Regions from separate parts of the Mus musculus genome. Here all the other regions are linked to region 1. The links are chromatin contacts, called in public HiChIP or PLAC-seq and promoter capture Hi-C maps. All regions are on one chromosome and are shown on one strand. The core of a region is the stretch at or near the end of the contact, and the rest is flanking DNA. Distances in the headings are between cores, read along the strand shown. Region 1 holds the start of 3110039M20Rik (RIKEN cDNA 3110039M20 gene). Region 2 overlaps Prkd1 (protein kinase D1). Region 3 overlaps Prkd1 (protein kinase D1).

Region 1 (2,800 bases), core at 201-2,700:
TAAAAAGCTGGAATCAAATTGAACAGAGAGAGATGGGCAAAATAGACTAGTTTGATTATCTCCATCTTAATGTGAGAATAGATTTTGCTTAGATATAAGTCTTTTTTTTTAATCTAACAGTTTTTTAAAAGTGAATCACACACACACACACACACAGACACACACACACAAGTAAGGGGGGAGGCAGGGAATGTGGGCTTAGGCAAAGAAATCTTCATTGCATAGCTGAGAGACAAACAGGGAAAGGCCTACATTTAGATTGGAGGAAAAATAGGATGACTATTGCTTGCTTCTGCTATGGGCTTTATTTATGGAATAAGTATGTACTACCACGGAGGAAACACAGTATTAACTATCAAAAGTTGAAAGGAAAGCTGAATTCACATAGTAAAACTAATAGATCTAGATATTTAAGAAACATTTCGTTGGTGAGTGTTTGCTCTCTGGACAGCATAAATGAACACTCCATACTTATTTATAATTTTATAAAATGTTTATTTAAAATATAGAGAAATATAATTTCAATGGCAATATTTTTTGTACTTTCAAGTCCATAATGAAGTTGACTTTTTGTATTTATGGAACTAGATATTGGAGTACAAGTGTGCTTTAGCCCATGTCTAATTTACTAATATAGACGATGTGATTGGAAGTTTGTTTATTAGGCTTCCTAGACATAAGCAAGAATGAGTGTATATATATATATATATATATATAATTTGGTAGAGGCCTTTTTGAAGCCCAGTCTATGAACATATTTTATTTCATTAATTTTTATATGATTGACCCTCCCTCAGGATATCCTCTTTTAAAAATGACAATTTGCTATAGTATTGATACATTTAATTTTGCTTCAGACCTGTTACAGTGTTTTACTGTGTATTGTCACCAACTTTTTGCTGATTGCAGTAAGTTCAGTGCAGACAAACACTTCTAAAACTCTTTGGAGATTATTTTTGCGTAGACTTATATTGCTTAAAATGAAGTAAAGACTGACCTTTTTGAAAATGATCACGATTTAAAAATTAAAACTCCAAATTGTAATATTACAGATTTAGTATTTCAATTGACATAATTGGAAGTTAATGAAACTGTTAGTACATAAACACAAGGAAATGATTTAAAATGCAACAGACAGGGAATTTCTTCCAAATATTTTTTTCTGTAATTGCAATACTGGAAATCAAGTTAGTCTAAAACTGTTCTGTACAAGTGTCCTGATGATAGTGAAGGTAGTCTTCCCGTGTCTTCTATGGCTGGAATCATAGCAAGAGCAGAAAGGAAAAAAAATCTGTCCTGAAGTGTATTGATTATAATATGTATTCAAGTTGGTACATATTTCACCCCAAAGAGATGGGCACATAAAATATATTAGAAGTCTATATAAAATTTTGATTTTTACAACATGTATTTTCTACTTTGTCATTGAGGATTTTGCATGCATTGAAATAATTTTAATTTTGATAAATTAATTTTGTGAGTAGCTAATATAGTTGGTTCTTTTTAAGGCTAAAAGCCTGTTGGAGAATTAGGTTAACAAACGGTGACGGTGAAGATCATTGCAGGTTTCAGTGCTGGCTGAGATGGGTTGCTGAGGTTGTGTAACTGTGTCTAGAGGGGCGGGGTTCCTGTACATTCCTACTTCAGCAGATAACCCTGTCCCCAGCCATACTCCAGCTTCTCCCAGACAGACGGAAATCTCCAGAGGAAAATCTGCACAGCCCTTCTAAGAAGCAGGGTAGGTAAACATTGAGTTTTAAAATTTCCCCTCATTATACTTCTACTCAAGGCCGGATCCTGAAGTTACAAAAAGAGTAGTGGTCATCTAAATTCTCTTTAGCAACAATATGACTGAGTTCTTCCTACTGTAAGAGTTAAAGGGTGTTAGCGATCTTCCAGATAGCTGGAAAATCCATTTTCGATTTTTCTTTTGCTTCCAATTTCCCTCTTTTCTCTCACCCCAATTGCCCTGCTTTACCATTCCTCCAGGAACTCCTCCCCTAAGCTCCAATAGTTAAAACCAAGCTATCTTTTAGTTTCCAGCTCCTAAATTGGCCCTTTCCCCCACTCAGTTCTTGAAGACTTTGTCCAGGAAATGTAGGCCCAGGGGCGCTGGGCTGCGGAATATATGACGTAGTGTTATGTTTTGTCTTCCTCCCTCCCTCCCGATTTGGTGCCCCCACCCCACCCCCCAATCCAAGGTTCTGCTCGATGTTATCGGAAGGCTGCTGAGGACTTGAGAACTGTGAACACTCTCACCAGGAGATCGGTAAGTGAAAGTCTCCCTGCCGCACGTGGTGGTGGGTGGTTAGCGTGTCCCACAGGCTACTGTGGATGTACCCTTAAATCTAGACTCTTGGAGGCTTAAGTGTTCTTTTTTCCCACTTGGAAATTGTTCCAAGCGAGTAGATTCTCACAGCCATAGGTGGATGAATGCGTGATTTGTCCACGTGGGCAGAAATCATGGTGGCTGCCTAGGTAAAGAGGATTTAGATATTTCAAAGAAGGAAAAAAAGAAGATAAATTTATATGGAGAAGGCAATGGGATACTCTAGTATGTACAGAAGTGTAAGGTATTTCGTTTAATGGAGAAATTTCTGAATTTCATGGCTGCTTCAGAGAACAAGGAAATTTAATGTTCAAACCTGGGATCGTTGGCATAAAGACTTTTTTTTAATATCATTAAGAACCAATCTCTCTCTCTCTCTCTCTCTCTCTCTCTCTCTCTCTCTCTCTCTCTCTCTCTCTCTCTCTCCCTCTCTCTCTCTCTCATGCTTTCTTTTCTACTTTCACACTGGCA
Region 2 (2,800 bases), core at 198-2,697, 1.2 Mb after region 1:
AAAGCCAATTTTTTCCTTTCTAAAATAAATTACATGGAAAAACAAAACATATGTTGGCCATTTATAGTGTATCATTACAGTCTAAGATAAAACATTTTCAAATATGGGGTATGTGACAATTTCCCTCAAACAGTTTGGTAAGCTAATAATTTAGAAAAAGATAAATCTGAAATAGTAATGCCATTTTAGTCATAGAGCAGCATGTCCTATTCTGCAGTATTTTCTTCAAAAGTAATACTTTTATACTACAGCACTTCTGAAAGTACATAGAGAAATACTATGTGTAGTGGCTATTCCTGGTTGTCAACTTGACAATATTTGGAATGAACTACAATTCGGAATTGGAAGGCTCACCAGTGACCCTTATCTGGAGGCTTGGAGATCCTTATCTGGATCTTGGTTTGAAGATCTTGAGCCATAGTGGCTATGGATTCCAGAAGATTGAATCTCCGAGTTAAGGAACACACCTTTAATCTGGGCTATGCCTTTCATCTGGGATTAAAGGTGTGGTGGAACACACCTTTAATCTGGGCTACACCTTTTGCTGGAGACAATATAAGGACATTGGAAGAAGGGAGTCTAGCTCTAGCTCTTGCTCTTGCTCCTTCGCCTGCTTGCTGCGTGAGACTGAGTAACTGCTAGATCCTTGGACTTCCATTCACAGCTGTGACTGAACGATTGTTGGGAATTGAGCTGCCGACTGTAAGTCATCAATAAATTCCTTTATTATCTAGAGACTATCCATAAGTTCTGTGACTCTAGAGAACCCTGACTAATACACTATGTATGTGTGTATATATATATATATATGCATACACATATAATTTTAAATTAAAACAAATTGGTATAATCTAAAACTACAAATTGTTTCTTAATTTTACAAATTGCAAAATACTTCTTATTACTTCTGCAGTCAGAAATACATACAGATTTTCAATGTTGAAATTTACAATGTTACATTTATATGTAAATTTGCACATGTAAGCAAAAGAACTTGTATACTACTGACAGTGTCCATTAAATATAATAACACTGGAAGCATGCATTAGCAAAGAGGCTAGCACCTACTTTTTAAAAGGACTAAAGGCACGTGAGCTGTGTGCTGACGATGAAGTCTGAGGAAAAATCTACATGCCCCTTCAAGGACAGCATGACTTTTTCACACCAACACATTTATTTATGTGTGCTTTTGTCAACAAATATTACAAAATAGTTAATAAATAAACACATGCTGTTCAAGCATCAGAGTTCCTGATGGACAGACATGTAGCATCTATGTTCAGCCACCTCATGTGGCTATTAGTTTCCTAGAAGACCACACCGTCACTGGTCCAGCCCTGCCTTATTCACACAAGCAGATTACCAGCACTTATCAGAACAGAAGCACTGTTTACGATGCTCTTGTTGGTTTTGCTTTTAACTGAGCTGGCTGGGAACTTGACAAAATTGGCTTCCATCCCATCCAAATGATCTCACCATGATAGAAGCTGCCGAAACCTCCCTTTGATAACAGTACAGACATTGTTAAAATTCTCTTATAAATACGAAGGAGTTTCAAAGAAACAATAGTAAAGACTATATATTATCTGGATGCTGTTTTGAGCACAGGAGAAAAAAGAATCTGGCGATGCTGACCGTCATCCAGGAGGCTGAGTCACGATGTCTGATCAGGAAAGTGTTCCGAAGCTTAATTGATTAAGACAATTGAAATGTTCAAAGTGTAAAGTCATGTTTATGGTGCAGGGATGAAAACGTCTGCCAAGTCAGCACCTGCTAGTTTAAGTTCGCCTCACAGCTCACTAAGTACCAGTGAAGTGCACGTCCACAGAACACAGCTGAAAGCAAATATATACACTGTTTAAATACATTCATAAAAGGATAAATACTTCACAAATTTAATCACACCTTAATTGATGAATCAATTTTCTAGTTAAATGGAAAATGGACTACTGTTTTTCTCAAATAATTATCTCAGTTAAAAATGTTTAAGAATTATAGCTAGATGATAGACAGACTGACAGACGGACAGACAGACAAACAGACAGACAGATGTTTAAAATATACATTTCAATACATGTACCTAAATTCAAGTCTCGATTCTGACTGTTTCTAGGCAATCCTCTGTATGCTCAATTTTCAGACTTATAAACTAAGAGAAAAAGTAGGTATATACCTCTTAAATTCTTTTGCAAATTAAATGTATTAAATATCTAGGTAGGAACTTTAGAATGCTATTTGCTAAGTTAATATCTGATGTTAGCTATATTAAGAATAATAATCAATATAATTGACTATAATTAATACTAACTGCTACTGTTATTTTGAGCTATCAGAAGTAATTGCTGATGATGATAAGCCAATGGTCCCCTCAGGAGCTTATATGCTGAATTCAAATGGCATGGCTCCGATGAATTCTCACCCAAGGATCCAATGGGAGATTAACAAAGCCTAAAAGCTCTCTGCTATTATTTCTAGTTAAAGAGATGGTAAAATAAGGGTTGCTCACTTCTGACAACTCCATGTGTAAGATCATTCACCGAAAATACTCACACTTAGGATTTCAGTTACAAATTAGTTTAAAGAAAAAGCTAACAAATCGACAAAAAGCAACCACAGAGTCACTCTTCTAAGTTCCTTAACTGAACTCTGGATCTGCCAGGTGACTGATGGTGCTCCCTAAATGATTACTGAGGTGTGCAGTGCTGAACAGGAAGTGAGACCAACAACACTCACAATAAAAGAACACACTCTTTGGGGGGGGGGAAAAGACAAACTCTCTCTGGGAAGAAACGTAAGAAGA
Region 3 (2,800 bases), core at 99-2,598, 1.2 Mb after region 1:
ATAATTTTCTGCTTTTAAATGCTGCCTAATACCAATCATTTACATGCAATTGATGATCTTTATGCCCATAACTCTTGTTTTCCTTTGAAGGGATTACCATAAGGAATATCCTTACCCACCCACCCGCAAACTCTGAAGTTTGCCACCAGGCCCTACCTTCTCGATGGTCCTTCATGAGCATGGTTAGCTTACGGTTCTATAATTACCCACCCCTGTCTGCTGATTCTCCCTTCTCCTTATTATTACCAAGGTGGGGCAAAAATAAAGGCAATCAAGGGAAACCCTTGGCTCAGATTTCCTCCATATTTCATGAAATCCATCAAACAAATGCCCAGATTACATTTGACAGTAAGATGGGCAAGAGCGTACCTCTTCAGCTGGGGCCCCTTTCCCCAGCTCATTCATGGATGCCAAAATCAGAACCTACAGTTCGGGAGCTATGCACAGTTGCATCTTGTTTTGAGTTTTTGTTTGCAAACTGTCAGTAAGATCAGAATAAATTGCATGATATGCAGTCCAATATGTATATTTTTGAGCACATCTCAATGTATCCACCAAAAAAAAAAAAAAAATATTCATAGCTGCAGGTGTACAAAAAAAAGGCAGAATTATGGCTTGATTTGCCTTGATAAGCGTGGCAATTTTCTGTACACTTCTCATAAAGTGCTAATCAATTTCAGCTCAAAATAGATTGAAACACCCAACAGATTGCTGCCACAGTCCACAAATGTTTGTCATTCGTAAGCTGTGGCAATAACATGAATTCTGAGGGGTGGGGGTGGTGGGGAAACAGCAACTGAACTGTGCCTTGTAAAAGCTCCTTTCATTTGCTGTGTAATAATCCCTGAAGAAATGTTAAGAGTCATTTTGAAATCACATATGTCGGAAATTTCTATTCTCATCCCAAAACATCTCAAAGTAGGACGTATCACATAGTAACACTGTGCATCAACGGCAAATTTCACCGTATAGGGATTATATTTAGGATCGGATGTAATAATGATATTTAAGAACTATAGGGAACATATGCTGTGCATGGTGTTCCTCTAAGATATATTACAGGCACGGGCTCAATCACATGTAACTTGAAATTAGGTTGAGAAATTAATTTACCAGTATCTTTTACTATTAAAGGGGCTACCATCCTTTAGAATGTTTTGCCAATACTCCAGGCCCTCCATCCTTGCATTTCAGAAACACTTGGAGGTGCTAATGTTCATATCAAAGCACCTTTCTGATTAGCGATGCTCCTGCCATATGAATCACTCATCTGCCCAGGACGCCTTGCCAAATGTGAATGCCAAAGCTTTGCAGAGTGTCCTCGTCCTACCCGGGAAGCCACTGCTCAGCCCTAACCCAGGCTGCGCCTCTGTGAGTGTGAGCAACAGTGAGTAATGACATGTAGCTGGGCTATGGAGAGCTTGCCACAGAAAGCAGGAAATTCAATGAGAATAGATAACATTTCGAGTTTTCACACCTTCTTCCCTACTACAAAAGTGAAAATATAATTTTTAGGATAAAAACTACACGATTTGTCTTTAGGAAAAAAAAAAAAAAAAAAAAAAAGAGTACTTAAAAGTTGTGACTTTAAGCAACTTCTGTGATCACCATCTGCCAAAATAATTTATTGCCAAACTGAGAGACAGTAGAGTGTAGTAGATGCAGGCTCTGTAGTCAGAGTCAAATTGTTACATGATCTGCCATTTCACAGTGACTTGAAAGAACCTATCTGCCTTTGCTGGGAGTTTCATTCGTAGAGAGGCAAGCCTAAGCACAATTAACCCAGGACTACCCTGACGACTCAGTGAGATCCTGTGCCCAAAGCTCTTAGCAAAGCAGCTTCTGGTGAAATCTGAAGGAATCTCAGTCTCTTTCCCTGTCTCCCCAGGGCCCAGTGTGATAACCAGGGCTCTCTCCTGCCCCACATGACTCACCATCAGCTATGCTGGGTCTTCCTGGCACATACATTAACTCTTCCAAAAGACATGGTAATTCTTGCAAATCATTGTGTCCAACAGAGGCAAGGCCCCTCAGCCCTAGTTCACTACCTATTAATTCACTGCAAGTAAGACTTAAAAGATAACTTGTGAGGCATCTAAAGGCCTTTGATAGGTTTTCAGGAAGGGCGGAGGAAAAGGTTACTGAGTTCCTATCTCTACAGACTGAATTAGACGTGAGAGGAGAGGAAATTCATTTCGTCTACACAACTAAAACCCTAAACACACAATTCAGAAAAGGCACATTTTAAAACGCAACAACAAAAACACGTGGCATGGGCTGGAGAGAGGCTCAGCAGCACCGGTAGCTCTTCCAGAGGAACATCTCTGATCCCCAACATTTACATTGTGGCTCACGATCATCTGCAATTCCAGTTCCATGAGATCCAACAGACTCTTCTAGCCTTCATGGCACCAAGCAGACACACGGTACACAGATATAACATGCAGGCAAAACACACATACATACACACACACACACACACACACACAAGGAACTTGTTCTTCATGTGGAACTCTAAACAGTAGGAGCAGGGTCTGTCTCCGATTCCATTGGCTGCCTTTGGGGGCCTTTCCTACACACTGCTACTGTGCACACTGCACCTGTGCACACACTGCATCTGTGACCCACTGCATCTGTGCAAACACACTTTACCCATGCATACACTGCACCTGTGCACACACTTGTCTAGCCTCAATAGGTAGGAGGCCTCCCCATTTCTGTAGAGAAAAAGGAGAGGTGGATGGGGAAAGTGGTAGGGAAGGTGGCAAGAAAGGACAGAGAGGGGAGGGAAGGAACCTAT

Evidence for each region. Promoter capture Hi-C pulls out the DNA fragments that hold promoters and counts their contacts. HiChIP or PLAC-seq counts read pairs in DNA pulled down with a chosen protein or histone mark.
Region 2: a promoter capture Hi-C map of hippocampal neurons shows a contact between it and region 1, with 4 times the contacts expected there. The contact joins the enhancer-like site here to the promoter of 3110039M20Rik in region 1. A contact is called at or near these places in 4 of 39 promoter capture datasets (the 3T3-L1 cell line, the C10 cell line, hippocampal neurons and 1 more) and 3 of 115 datasets of contacts at active chromatin or transcription factors (the NIH/3T3 cell line, forebrain and stem cell-derived neural progenitor cells).
Region 3: an H3K27ac HiChIP or PLAC-seq map of SST interneurons shows a contact between it and region 1, with 4 times the contacts expected there. The contact joins the enhancer-like site here to the promoter of 3110039M20Rik in region 1. A contact is called at or near these places in 2 of 39 promoter capture datasets (hippocampal neurons and stem cell-derived epiblast-like cells) and 6 of 115 datasets of contacts at active chromatin or transcription factors (SST interneurons, VIP interneurons, embryonic forebrain and 3 more).

The regions. Positions count from the first base shown.
Region 1 is chr12:49,388,202-49,391,001 of GRCm38.p6, forward strand. 3110039M20Rik (RIKEN cDNA 3110039M20 gene) reads left to right here and starts at 1,451. Exons shown (of 3, transcript NR_026733.1): 1 at 1,451-1,738; 2 at 2,202-2,269.
Region 2 is chr12:50,622,959-50,625,758 of GRCm38.p6, forward strand. All of the region lies in intron 1 of Prkd1 (protein kinase D1), which reads right to left. Among named protein-coding and RNA genes, the nearest start is that of Prkd1, 25 kb to the right of the region's middle. Within about 2 kb of position 1,448, at least 10 of the 459 cell types and tissues checked have an H3K27ac peak or open chromatin away from gene starts, as enhancers often do. A contact at or near this core is called in forebrain and hippocampal neurons, where this site is marked.
Region 3 is chr12:50,596,928-50,599,727 of GRCm38.p6, forward strand. The region is part of intron 1 of Prkd1 (protein kinase D1); the gene reads right to left. Among named protein-coding and RNA genes, the nearest start is that of Prkd1, 51 kb to the right of the region's middle. Within about 2 kb of position 1,349, at least 33 of the 459 cell types and tissues checked have an H3K27ac peak or open chromatin away from gene starts, as enhancers often do. A contact at or near this core is called in SST interneurons, VIP interneurons, forebrain and 1 more, where this site is marked.